Regions from separate parts of the Mus musculus genome. Here region 2 is linked to region 1. A link is a contact called in public promoter capture Hi-C data. All regions are on one chromosome and are shown on one strand. The core of a region is the stretch at or near the end of the contact, and the rest is flanking DNA. Distances in the headings are between cores, read along the strand shown.

Region 1 (3,897 bases), core at 928-3,427:
TGAGCTTATGTAGCAGACGGGAAGATTCAAGAAGACAAGGGGCTGGTCTTTGTGGCCTATGGTTGTTCCTGTGGTCTCCAGAGTGGTGTTTGGCATGATATTAGTGCTAATAAAATACTTGTGCTAAAGAAAATATTAGTAGTATCCAAGAGAATCTCACCACTGTTTTACACACACACACACACACACACACACACACACACACACACACACACACTAGCATACCACATACTTCAGCTACAAACCTGGTCTGCAGGTACTGCCACAGCCTCTTGGGACAGACATGCTTAGGTCCACAAATGCTCATATACCTCACTTGGTTCTGATGCACAGTTCTGCTGCCGGGCCCCACCAGCCTTTGGTGCAGGGCCAGCTCTCCCTACTGTTTTCCTAGAATCCTCTTGATTAGGTCCCTGAGGCAGACAGCATCAGATCTGAGCCCTACACAGCCTTGCAGAAAGATCTCTGATTAGAGGCCCCTGGGCCCAAAGAGTGAGTTCCTTGAGGGGGCTGTGTCCCTGGGAAACCTCTCAGAATATAGGATGTGGTAGAGCTTCCAGGAAGTGCCTGCTCCATCATCCTGACTGCCTCTCTAGAGGGTTAATAAGTCTTTGATTGCATCCAGCTGCCAAGCAGCCACTACACCACCTTTCTACTCAGAGCCACTCCTCCTGGCCTTCTAAGTGTTTAGGTGTGTGGTGGTAAATTACTTCCCAACCAGCCACCTGCTCCCATCAAACATAGCATGGGATTTCTGTAGGTCACATCTGGTTCCAGGACTGTGGCTGAATACAACCTGGCCCTTGAGGGACAATGTCATTCTCTGTAGGATAGAAGGTGCTTGGCCCTATCTTGACAGATGTCAGACTCAAAGACATTTCTTCTTTCTCAGTGAGTGTTGTTTTTCCACCTCTGATGGGTAAGAAGCCAATGATTCTGATAAGGACTAAGATGGAAAGAGAGGGACCAATCATAACAGGTCCTACCTTGTGGCCACAGAGAGAGCCTCCCTATGGGCCTGGTATACCTTCCAGCACACTCAAACAGTAGGCAAGTGACCGACCAGTTCTCTGGTCCTTTACTCGGGATTTTGGGGGTACACAGGAAACATGGTGGGTGCTTTGTCTGCCCCCACCTCCTCTCCACCCCTCCTGGTGTTGGAAAGTGCCTCTGGTCTCCCTTACCTTCCTCTCTCCTCTTTCTCTATCTAGATTCTTGTCCGGCCTATGTCTCCTCTGCTCCGTTTGTCTCTTCCTGTTTCTGACGTGCTGTTTTTTCCTGTGATGCTAGTGACTGAATCCAGTGCCCAGTTGAATATTGTATGCGTGAGCACATCCATAGCCTGGCCGCTGTCTCCTGCAAGGCTGGAAACCTCTTCCACTTTCCACCATCACTCGGATAATGCTTCCTGTTGCTCTGCCTATCATCCCATCACTGCATCTGTCTCTTAGCCCCAGCCCATGTCTCCCATTCGCTCCTTTTCAGGTCCAGCTGTCATTCCTTCCATCTCTTCAGTGACCTGCTAGCTACTTTATCTATTAGAGAAAAAAAAAAAGCCTAAGCAACATTATCTTCCCCACCCCCTCTCAAATCATGGCCTCAAATTGTTTTAAGTTTGAGGAATTGGGGGAGTTTTCCAGCAACCTTGCTTGGCTAAGGTCTGCCATTGTCTAAAGAATGATAGGTGGCTCCCAGAAAGCTTCTCTACTCCCATCAATGAGGCCCGGGGGGCGAGGACACATCCCCAAAGTGACATGCAGCTGCTTGGCCCAGGCCAGGACATTGGAGGCCAGACTGGCCCACAGATTTCTCAGCCTGAGAACTTCAGATTACTAACTCTGCTCAGAGTGGGATGGGACAGGCAGGCAATTTCTGGTGCCACCTCCAGGGAGGGCAATGTCCGTCTGGGGAGTCCAGACAACCCCTATTCCCCACCCCTTCTAGAGTGCCAGCCTCTGCCCTCAGGCACCCTTGAGCTTTGCAGGCTGGGCGGGGACACCTGGATTTCTCTGGCCCCCTGAGAAGAGCCAGCTTGGAAGAATTTCCCAAAGCCTATTAGAGCAACGGTTGCCTCCTGCCTCCTTACGCTGGGCAGGGCCGAGGGCTGAGGCGGGTGGAGGGAGCAAGGGAGGGCAGGAGGGGGAGAGGAGGAAGGAAAAAGTTGGCAGGCAGACAGCAGAGCCCTGTCTGCATCCATCGCAGCGAGGAGGCTCGTGTGGTGTGGGGCGGGCCAGGAGCAAGGAGAGGCCTTCCTCCCTTTGTGCTCCCCCCACCCAGCCCTATAAATAGGCCCAGCCCAGGCTGTGGCTCAGCTCTTGGAGGGAGTTGAGCACCAGGCATCCAGCGGTTAAGTCGAGGTCCCTGCCAGCATGGCCAGTGAAATCAAGAAGAAGCTCTTCTGGAGGGCTGTGGTGGCTGAGTTCCTGGCCATGACCCTCTTCGTCTTCATCAGCATTGGTTCTGCCCTAGGCTTCAATTACCCACTGGAGAGAAACCAGACGCTGGTCCAGGACAACGTGAAGGTGTCGCTGGCCTTTGGTTTGAGCATCGCTACTCTGGCCCAAAGTGTGGGTCACATCAGCGGTGCTCACCTCAACCCTGCGGTCACACTGGGGCTCCTGCTCAGCTGTCAGATCAGCATCCTCCGGGCTGTCATGTACATCATCGCCCAGTGTGTGGGAGCCATCGTCGCCACGGCCATTCTCTCGGGCATCACCTCCTCCCTAGTCGACAATTCACTTGGCCGCAATGACGTGAGTGGGGTATCTTAGGCTTAGGGTGTCTGTAGGAGAAGACAGAGAGGGAGCTGGCTCCATTTGCCTACTGTACAAGGGGGATACTGAAGAACAGAGAGAAGGATGAAGGTTTCTGGAGTCATGCTGAGAACTGGGGCTAGAACTCAGTTGTACTGCATGGTCTCTTTGCTGGTTGGTGCTGTGAGAATGGAGGAGCTAGACAATATGGTTGTGCCAAAGTCCCCTGCAGAGTAGCTACTGCCAGGAATGAGCTGGAGGGGCAGCTAGGTGCATGCCAGCAGTTCCTCCCCTCTTCTGAGCTACCTGAGCAGTCACCTTCCCCCTTTGCAGTCCCGTGCACTAGGCAACCTCTACCTACTGTCCCGAGTACATTTTCTCCAGCTACCCAGTGTGTTTAAAGCCACTTCTGCAAGTGTCTGAGTGTGACTCTCTTGATAAGTTGCCTGGGCTTCTAATCGGCTTCTAATCCTTAGCCAGGTCCCCAAATCAACTTCCTCAGAAAGTCAGGAGACAGCCCCCTTTCCTCCCTCTACCCCCAATAATTAGACAAAGTTGAGAGAACAATACTCTCTCTGGAGCTTTGGGAGAGTTTTCTAGATACCAGTTCAGGAGAAGGGCTCAGCTCAGCAGTCCCTGGCCACTGAACCGTGGGGCATGCTGGCTTGTTGTGTGCGGAGGTGGAAGCGAAGGTGTGTGAGTGTCTGCTTGGGTCCTGAACTTGTGTAAGCTATTTTCACGTTGATGCTGTGTTGTTGGAGAGTGTGTAAGCACTTGTACCCATTGTTCCTGGCTTTAATGATAAGCAGACGCTGGCAACAGTACGTGGCGACTGCTCAACATAACTGTCTTTGGGCTACTCTACATGACTAAGTGGCCTCTGTGGTGGCTGCCTGGCCACTGACCTTTTCCAGTTTCTTAGCTAAGTGCCCATGATGACTGAGTTCACTTGGGTTTAGCAGGAGTATCTGAGTAAGGGTGTAGGGTGTCTCAGAATGGAATAGGCTGGAGTCCCTCACCAGAGGCAAAGACTAACGGCAGAGTGGTAGAATAAGGTCCAGAGAAACGAAGCTGGCTGGACCCCAGCAGGGTAGATGCATGGGGATAGGCGCAAGGGCGTGAGCCAGGACTCTGTCCGGTGAGT
Region 2 (3,897 bases), core at 1,039-3,538, 58 kb before region 1:
CCCAGCCGATGGGATTGTGTGGAGGAGCCACCTAGACATCTCCCATAGGGTGAGCCTGTGTTGCTCTGTGCCTTCATAAACCTAAACATGTCCCCTTTCTCATCAGCCGGCTGCAGCCCTCAGATGCCCAGAGGACTCGCTGCCTTGCCCTGGCCATTGCCGACATCCTGTGGCGAGCTGGAGGCAAAGAACAAGCCGTGGTTGCACTGTAAGTGGTTCTGGGGGCCATGTTGTATTTAATCCCCAACTTGTCCTGGCCTAGCTGCTGGCTGAGGCTATCCTGGTCTGTATGCTGGGCAGCTGGGCTCTGTTGATTTCCAAACTCCAGGCTCATGTAGGAGGATGTGCTCCTGCCTGCCTGCCACACAGGACTTGGAAAGCACAGGAAAAAGCCTGCCACTCAGTTCCCCTTAGTGTTTCCCTTGGGGCCACAGGCTGACTCAGCAGTGTATGCCACCATCCAAGACCCCAAAGCATACTCTGCCTGTGTCACCATAACCTCATTACGGTGAGGATGAGATAGAGGTGAGTGGCTGAGGCCGTAGCCTAGTCCCTGGATTCGGTTACCATGACCACCATCAGCTTATCCCAGTCACCTCCATCCTGCCCTGCCGTTTTCTAGATCTCCAGCCTCACCCCTAGGGTGGAATCATCACTGTGGCTAAGCTTGGGGAAGGAAGTGGTTTGGGGATCAGTTTGATGACATTAGCATAGTGCTTAAGAAAGGGGGCTCTCTGAAACAGACTCTCAAAGCCATTGCTTGTTAGATGTGGAACCTTGGGACCTGACCTCACCTCCCTATGCCTCATTTGTTGAGTTGTTTAGAAAATGGGGTGATAATAATGATGACTTAATGGTTGTGAGAACTAAATGAGTAAGTATAAATAAATGATATGTATTAGATATAATAACATTATCAGTATGAATCATTTATTAATGTAAGTAGATGGTGGATGATAAATGTGATATGCTTCTGGCAGTCTCACATCAGCTGTGGGCTGGGTTGTCGGCTATGGCTACCTGCCTTTGGTACCCTACGCCAGGTAACTAATTAACCTTGGCACCTGTCTATTTGGCATCTCTAAGGGTACAGGGTTCAAGAGCTTGTGGAACAGAAGCCCAGAGAAGAAAGATGTTGTGTCCCAGGCCACATAGGAGCTGGTGGCAAGTGGGTCCCACACCCAAATCCTACTGTTAGTCAGAGCTGCCCCAGGCTACACTCCCATTTTCGTTGCTGGGGGAGTCTGTGTGGGTGGAGAGGCTTCTAAGAGGATGGCTGGAATCCTTACCCTGGATGAAGACAGTGGCAAGTCAGCAGTCCTTCCTCTGCAGATGTGTTTGCTAACTGTAAGGGAGAGTCGGGCCTCCTCCTGCCAGACATAGGCGTGGTTGTTCCAAGCTCACCCACCACTCTCTTTTTCCATGCCCTGGACTTGTGGGTGAGTTCATAGCAGGAAAAACGAGAAGCACTTGGCTCTCTGTTCCCTCTGGAGCTGCCACTCCTGTCCCCTTTTATTTCATGGCACATGTGGTCTTGCTGGCTGTAGAGTGAGCCTTTTCCTCTGTTAGAGGACTTATGCACCTTCTTTTCCTTTTTAGGGCTTCAGGAACACCGCACTTCAGTCCAACAGGGAAATACAAAGCAGATGGAGTCTTAGAAACAGTACGGCTTTCTGGAAAACTATCGTGCCACCTTTGGCTTTGTTTGGGGACTATCTCCTTTCATATAAGTAAATCCTACCCCAGCTGGGGCTGGCTGGCCATCCCTGCAGCCCAGGCCCCCAGAATCCTGCCTGCCCTTTGGGGGTTGGGGAGAGCTGAGTGGCTTGGTGGTTTGGCGTGGTTTGGCATGGTTTGGCGTGGTTTGGCTCATCAGAGCTGGTTCAGTGGCTGAGAGGCCCAGTGTGTCCCCTCATTCCCCTCCATATGCATTGGTATAGAGGTAACCTCAGTACCCCGTGTGCAGTGTTCCTTGTTGCGCTGACCTTCTGCCCTTCCCAAATCTTTATTATCTTTTCTAGCATTCACATGAATGGGGAGAGGCACGAGAATGTAGAAAGTGGGGGAGGGGAAGTTGATAGTATGGGGCAGCAGCCATAAGCCCAGCCTAAGTGCAAGTCAGGGAAAAAATAGGAAGGATACCGTGTATTATTAAAAACTTGGACACAGCAAAGATACTCAAAACCTGATATGCCTTCACCGTTTGTTCTAGCCAGTTTGTTTCCTATGACCCAGCCATACTCACATGTGACCCTTGAACCCTCACTTGGGACCTTGCTTGATTAATGTTTTCTGGAAATGTGTTTTTTCCTGACTTGCCTGAGTACAGCTTGTTGGGTTTTGACCTGGCTTGGCCATGGTGACATGGAAAAGTGATTCTTCCCTGCCTCTCCTATTCCTTGTTTTAGCCTCCACACAGGGACCATGATCCCTGTGCACCGTGATCCCTGTGCACCGTGTCAGGGGAGTACAGGGACTTTACCGGAGGATAACCTGTAACTCACTCAGCGATGCTGGACAGCCCAGAATCACTCACAACATCCCATGCACTTTTTTTTTTTTTTTTTTGGTAGGGCCTGACCCGGCATGGGCACAGTCCCTGGGGACATGTGGCTCACTCTGTGTGTTTCTTCACAGCTCACACTGTATAGTTTGACCAGCTCAGAGGACCTGGTGACTTTTATCCAGCAGAGTGTTCATCAGGTATGCAGTCATTTCTTTGGTGGCATGAACATTGCTAAACATCCCGATTTCTCTATGAAGAGGGTGGTAGGTGGAGTACGGCTCTGGTCATCTCCATCCTGGGGGTGGCAAAGACACTGGGAAGAATGTGCTGATGGAGGTCGAAGATGGGTGGGTGTGGGTAGGAGGCAGTTTCCGTGACATCCTCCAAGGCTGGTTGTGATCACAAGGCTTAGGGAGCTGTAGTAACTGGGCTTCATCTGGGATCAGGAGCCAAGCTGAGGCTTGACTTTGTAGGGCTTTCCCTCTGCTGAAGTAAGCAGCCACTCTGGAAGGCTGGACTGTGAATTAACAGAGAGAGAGTTCTAGAACAAGCTGGGAGGTGACGAGGAAGCAGCTCTCTCTGTGGGGCTGGAGGAGACCCTGCTTGGCACAGGACCTCACTAGTGTTCTGGAGAGGCGGGCTGAACCATGCAGGACCCTACAGTGCCTGCTTTGCTCAAGGAGGGATGCACTTCACCACTGGTTCTGAGATTGGCTCATGGCCTATGGCCAGGTTGGACAGGAGAAAACCTAGGGCTTTTGTAATCCCCAATGGGAAAGGTGCTATAGGGTGTGTGGAGCAAAGGATGTGGCTCATGGAGTAGTCAGCCTGGCTTTGGATCTGAGAGGCTGTGAGACTCAGGCTTTATCCTGAAGTTTTGTACCTAAGTTACCTCACTTGGCACGCCTAGGTACCAGCCATGCCTGCCTCACAGGCTGTGCATGAGGCCTAGCTTCATGGCATGAGCAGATAAAGAAGGAAGTATACCTGCTCCATGAGAATCAGGAAATGCTCTGGGGGGTCGAGTGATGAGCCTAGGTAGGAAGAACTGGCTGGAGGTGGGACCTGACCTGAAGTCCCTACTGTTAGATGTCCTTTCTCAGCCTTTCCCCCTGAAGATCCTGAGGGTCTTATCACAGCCCCAGAAGCATCCTGACCCTGACAGCACCAGATGTTCCCTGTTAAGAAAACAGTCCCACACTGAGACTAATGGAAGACAGGCATGGTCACGGGGCACTGGCCCCACTGAAACCTGTTCATCCTAGAACTATTGCTTTCCATTCTGGGGCAGCCCAGGAGAGATGGGGCCTGCATGGTCATCTTAGTTAGGGCAGCTTCCTCAGGTCTAGGCAGAGGGGTAGACATGTCGAGAGGGTCCTAGAATAGCTATC

The links. Promoter capture Hi-C pulls out the DNA fragments that hold promoters and counts their contacts.
Region 2: a promoter capture Hi-C map of liver shows a contact between it and region 1, with 2.3 times the contacts expected there. The contact joins the enhancer-like site here to the promoter of Aqp1 in region 1. A contact is called at or near these places in 8 of 39 promoter capture datasets (the 3T3-L1 cell line, 3T3-L1-derived adipocytes, embryonic stem cells and 2 more), 5 of 484 Hi-C or Micro-C datasets (CD4 T cells, liver and nephron progenitors), 1 of 115 datasets of contacts at active chromatin or transcription factors (kidney) and 1 of 9 other capture datasets (liver).

What each region holds. Positions count from the first base shown.
Region 1 is chr6:55,334,122-55,338,018 of GRCm38.p6, forward strand. It overlaps Aqp1 (aquaporin 1), which reads left to right and starts at 2,178. Exons shown (of 4, transcript NM_007472.2): 1 at 2,178-2,753. The coding sequence starts at 2,370.
Region 2 is chr6:55,276,448-55,280,344 of GRCm38.p6, forward strand. It overlaps Mindy4 (MINDY lysine 48 deubiquitinase 4), which reads left to right. Exons shown (of 18, transcript NM_001142781.1): 10 at 107-208; 11 at 1,600-1,663; 12 at 2,638-2,703. Among named protein-coding and RNA genes, the nearest start is that of Gm38819, 50 kb to the right of the region's middle. Within about 2 kb of position 2,289, at least 36 of the 459 cell types and tissues checked have an H3K27ac peak or open chromatin away from gene starts, as enhancers often do. A contact at or near this core is called in hematopoietic stem and progenitor cells, kidney and liver, where this site is marked.